Regions from separate parts of the Xenopus tropicalis genome. Here region 2 is linked to region 1. A link is a contact called in public Hi-C data. All regions are on one chromosome and are shown on one strand. Each heading gives the region's core, a stretch centred on a gene start, on an enhancer-like site or on the middle of the called end of the contact. The rest is flanking DNA. Distances are from core to core; before and after follow the strand shown. Region 1 has its middle 74 kb from the start of arrdc2. Region 2 has its middle 10 kb from the start of arrdc2.

Evidence for each region. Hi-C and Micro-C count contacts between places; a contact is called where the count stands out from the background.
Region 2: a Hi-C map of neurula embryo shows a contact between it and region 1, with 2.6 times the contacts expected there. The contact joins two enhancer-like sites. A contact is called at or near these places in 3 of 5 Hi-C or Micro-C datasets (brain, gastrula embryo and neurula embryo).

What each region holds. Positions count from the first base shown.
Region 1 is chr1:98,962,674-98,965,372 of UCB_Xtro_10.0, reverse strand. No RefSeq gene overlaps it. Among named protein-coding and RNA genes, the nearest start is that of arrdc2, 74 kb to the left of the region's middle. Within about 2 kb of position 1,307, at least 1 of the 11 cell types and tissues checked has an H3K27ac peak or open chromatin away from gene starts, as enhancers often do.
Region 2 is chr1:99,047,404-99,050,102 of UCB_Xtro_10.0, reverse strand. It overlaps a transcript of arrdc2 not described here. Among named protein-coding and RNA genes, the nearest start is that of arrdc2, 10 kb to the right of the region's middle. Within about 2 kb of position 1,367, at least 4 of the 11 cell types and tissues checked have an H3K27ac peak or open chromatin away from gene starts, as enhancers often do.

The sequences.
Region 1 (2,699 bases), core at 58-2,557:
GCATTACGAGATATGGGCTTATGCAATACTTTTTATTACAATACCCTGTTGCATTTAATTAGAGGTTAATGCCTAGGGGGGCAAAAAGTGCTGGCTTTGAGTTAAAATATGCCTTAAAGGAGAAGGAAAGGCAAAGTCACTTGGGGGTGCCAAAATGTTAGGCACCCCCAAGTGACTTGAATCGCATACCTTTTACCCCGGGCTGGTGCCCCTGTGTGGAGAGAACAGCCCCGGGGTACCTGCAGCGGTTCCTGCCTCCTGCTTTGCGAGCGCATGCATGCGCAGTAGAGTGAAAAGCCGAACTTTAACAGAGAAGTCGGCTTTTCACTCTACTGCGCATGCGCCTGTTGTGTTAGTCTTAGCGAAACGAAGGCGGAAGGAGGAAGCGCATCGCTCCAGGTACCCTGGGCTGGTGCTGTTTTCTCCTAACAGGGGCACCAGCCCGGGGTACGAGATAAGCGATTAAAGTCACTTGGGGGTGCTTAACATTTTAGCACCCCCAAGTGACTTAGCCTTTCCTTCTCTTTTAAGCTGACCACACATGGGCCGATGCAAGCTTACTGGCCTGTGTATAGAGCCCAATGATGCCAGATTGAAATCTTGATGGAAATCAGGCAAATATCATACAGGTTTGAAGATCCAGTCGATTGAGGAACGCATTGGTACATTGATGGGACCTTTGTCTTATGGGTATATGCAGGGTCCTCTGTATGATCTGATCACTGGCCTGATTCAGCCCAGATCCACTCATTTGGAGACCTTACCAAATGAATGGATATGCCTGTGTATGGCCAGCTTAACCTAAAGATAGTGTAAAAACTGAATCTTTGACTCGGGTCCCTTACATGTGCCAAAATCATATCTGTAAAGTGTTTCAGTAGTGCTCTAACAGGCAGCATGAAGCCTGTGTGTCTGAGAAAAGTGGAATTTTCAGGATTGGAACTAGTAGTGACCCAGTGGATTTCAACTTGTACCAGTTTGTCAACAACATTTACTCAGTGATGCAATTATAAAGTCATTTATTTTATTGGTGGTAATTGTTCTTCTATTCATAGTCCAATACACAGAATCTGTAAATAAAGCTAAAGCATTCCATTCATAATACATTTGAAAACATTACTATCAACAATCTTTTGAATGAGACTTAAACCTAACAATACAGGTATTTCTGGATTAAACTTGCTCCTGCAGGGATATTAAGCAATGATAATTAACTATTAAATTTTTTAACAAGGTCAACACAAATTCAAATACAAATTAAAACTCACTTTTGGACTGTTTGCCTAAAACATGTATGTACATTGCTCTGTTGGTTCACATAAGCAAACAAAATTTGCACAAAATGGGCTTGCTTTGCCTCTTACCATTTTAAAATGAATTCAGATTTTTTTAGACTTCTGCCAGGTGAGTTACATCCATACATTGTATAAATTCTGTAATAATTCAAAATGGTAACGCAATTCTAAAGCTGGCCATATACATATCCTAAATTTTAGGATGCAGACAAAACAGAGAGTTGCATATTTCCATGTGACATTTTTACATTTCTTTCCTTAACAATAAATGATAGGTGTAATCCTGGCAGACTTTTTTCTCACATAGTTGGGCCCTTAAGGGTAAATATTCATGTTTCAATTCTACTAGTGCACAAATGCTAGTCAGATGAAAAGCAACTCTGGGGGTCTTGCTGTCTGCCAGTGGAGTTACTAAATTAGCTGGTTATAATACACCAAAATCAGTTATGTTCCATTGGCCATGAAAAACAAACTTTTATTCTTATATCCTTCTTTATCCATAACTGCCCATCCTCACCAGTTACCCTTGATTTGCTCGCTTGATTCTGTAAATGGAACCTTGAAAAAGAATAAGAAACAGAAGAAAGAGTGGGAGGTGGTTGGAGTTCTTGCTGCCTGATTGCAACAGCATGATGTGGGCTGTTAAAAAGTGGAAGGCAGGTCTTGGTTGGTGCCTGCCTCCAGCTAAGTTTCAAGGATGATCATCTCCAGTTTTGAGTTTAAATGCTTATTCAAGAAAATGTAGTAAATGTAGGGCTGTATTTACCATATTCATTATAGTGTATTCAACACTTGAGGGCCAGTGCCTTGGGTAGCAGCTTTAGGGGGCAGCCCCCGATGCCTATATGGTAAATACATTTTTCTTTGTGAAAAAAAATCTTTCTACTGCCACCAGATCCTTTCCTATTAAATCCGGGGGCAGAGCTAGGGGGTACCTGGTCAGCACTGTGGGTAAATGTGACGTCACTTAAGGCATGTTGCATAATGATGTCACTTCCACCGAGGGGCGCAGCAGGTATCTAGGGCAGACCAGACCAAAAAAAACCACCCTGACCTGCCAGTACGCCCATCAGAATTCTAGTCACGTATTGCTGCACATGAGGTAATTGTTACATAAGATTCAATGCTTAAGGCCAGGGGCATCCTGATTAAATTTCCTCAGCCTGTGTTTTGTACACAAATGGAGGGAAGCACCACTCTAGGCATATAGGGCCTGGGGTGGCAACATTAGGGGGGTAGCCCGTGGGTACCTATATAATTGATGATTTTTTAAAGAAAACATAAGAATTTTCCCCAGCCGCTACCAAAGACTAGCTGTGTTAATCCAGCAGCTCAGCTTGGGGCATGAGGGCACCTGGTAAATAGTGGCGGAAGTGATGTCACACGTAGGGGAAGGGACGTCAT
Region 2 (2,699 bases), core at 118-2,617, 85 kb before region 1:
CTGTAAGCAGCACAGGTATAGAGAGCACTGCCTTCTGCAGTCTGTCTGTATCCACTGCATTGTTCTGTGCTCTCACACAGCTTGTACAGCAATAATGCAACAAGCAAAGCACAATGCAACAAACAGAACACACAGGAGACCACAACTGCCCTCACAATTAGTCCTGATTTGTCTCACTAGTGAGCCATTGATTCAGTGTCCCAACCTGACACTGACTGGTTTGAATAGATTTTGGAACCTTCTGCCCATTTTTCTCTGTTTCATATTTAGAAAGGGTTGCACTTTATTTACTGGATTCCCTTTCTTTCTGATGTACTTGACTTTGAGAAATCTTATCGGGAGCTCTTGTTCTTAGTGTATCAGCTGCCAGTTTTGTCCAGATAAGCCTATCTTTGCTTTTTTATGTACTTAGCTTCCTACTGGTGACTTCTGTTGCCTGGTATAGACTGATAATATGCTACGTGCACTGAGGCAAGTCATTCTGGGGTTTATTCTGTGTCAAAAAAAAAGATGGTCTATGTGTTGCCTTTTAACATTAGGGTGGAGCTCATGCATATGCAATTACCTAGACTTGGCCAATAATGTTTGTGCAAAACACATATACAATAACATAGTAACTTAAAAAAAACACACATCCATCAAGATAAAACTTTTTATGTAAAGGAAACCTGCTCCTAGCTGATCCAGAGGAAGGCAAAAAAACAGCAAATAGATATGTCCCTTGATCCAGATAGGTTTAGTAGAAGAATTCAGAGACCCAAAATGGCTAATGCAGAGCTCACTGCAGTACAGTGTTAGTTGATTAGTTAGTTGTTTTGTATAGAAGGAATACTTGTAAGGGCTGTGGCACACGGGTAGATTAGTCGCCCAAGATAAGGGAGATAATCTCCCCGATATGACATCCCACCTCTCGAGGCAACTTTGACGATTTCGGCAAATCACCGGCGCCACGTATGCATTCCCACCGGCGATTTACATTCACGCCGGTGGGATGTCATATCGGGGAGATTAGTTGCCCGCGACAAGGGAGATTTCTCGCGGGCGACTAATCCCCCCGTGTGCCAATGCCCTAACTGTCATTCTCCTGACAATGGGTGCCAGCAATTACTGAGCTTATTAGTACAAAGAATAAAATAAGGGTAAACTTGGTAAGTCTGAAAAAATAAGATGGGAAAACTTCTTAGGGCTAATTTACCACCACAAGCACAGTTGTGGTCCCTGTAATTTCACAGTCAGTTTCGTGTAAAGCCATTTGTAAGTATTTGTGTTAAATGTGCTTCCTGCACTCCTGTAAAGTTGCGCTCTGCGCCATTCAGTCCTTCCTGTGCTCAATTCCAAATTAAGGACTGTTACACCTATTGACACAGATGGAACCCACAGAGCTTCCACCTTCTCCAGACCAGGCAGTAGCTCCAGGGTTCCCTTAGTGCCCTTTGTCAATAGGCGCAGCACACTTGGCCCAAAAGAATACAGCACATGTGTCTCTTGCACGCCAATCACTGCAAATTACCTGTTTGTGTCCGCAATGATGGTGGGGGAAGAGGCTGCATTGTGGGAAATAAAACATGGCAATTGCACTCGAAATTGCACTTTGCTTACTGCACTTGTGGGTGTAAAAAAGCCCTCTTATGTAAAGCAGTTTCAGATATACTTGACACTGCTGTTAACAACTATGATAACATTATAACTGCTCCAAATAAGGGCAAGAGCACATGAAGCGTTTGATTCACTGTGTTTTGTAGACAGAAGAGAGAAGCAGATCCATTTCTATATGTTTTCATGTGTAGCTGCAGTAACAGGCACAGCTTTCACGTTTTTCTGGCAAATCTCCGTTACACATAAAAGCATATAAACAAGTGGATCTGCTTCTCTGTGCCTGCCTACAAAAAGCAGGTGAATAGAAGTTGAGCAAATGCTTTGTGTGCCCATGCTTTTATTCTCTCAGTTATTTATAAGTTTTTCTTAATTTTTTTATTTTTTTTTTATATAATGATAGCTATGGAGTTGTGGAATTTTTTTTGATTACAGTCGAAAGCTTTACATACTATCTAAAGGGGTCCTCCATCCAAAAGCTGTTTTTTTTCTTTTGCAAAATTAAAGATAATTCTAGGCAACTCTCTAACATATATTAATTACAAGTGGTTTAAGTTATTTGTAAACATAAGTGCTGCTTATCCCATTAAGCTCTTAAAGGAGAAGGAAAGGCACAGTCATTGTGGGGGGCTAAATATTGGGCACCCTGCCCAGTGATTATAATGCCTTACTTGATATCCCAGGCCAGTGGTCCTGTTCAGTGAAAACTGCACCTACCCAGGTTCCTGTAGAGTGTAGAAGAAACACCACGGCATGATTGTCCGCTTCTTCTTTGTTCCCTGTGGCCCTTGGTCAGGTGTACGTGCGCAGTCAATAAGTGGCTTTATCACTTTACTGTGCATGCTCATCCAGATTTGAATGCAGGCCATTGCAGTTTTTAGCTAACAAGAGCAGCAGCCTGGAGTCTCAGGTAAGTGATAATCATCACTGGAGGGGGAGGGTTGTCTCCTTTAAAATAATTTAACAGGAGTCAGATTTTTTTAATTTTTTTTAACCACATGGCTTGCAGCATTGTTTCACGAGTTAGATGCAGAAAATGTAACCATCCAGAAAGGTAAGGTATAGAATTATTTTATATGCAGTTTTTAAAAAAAAAATAAAATGCT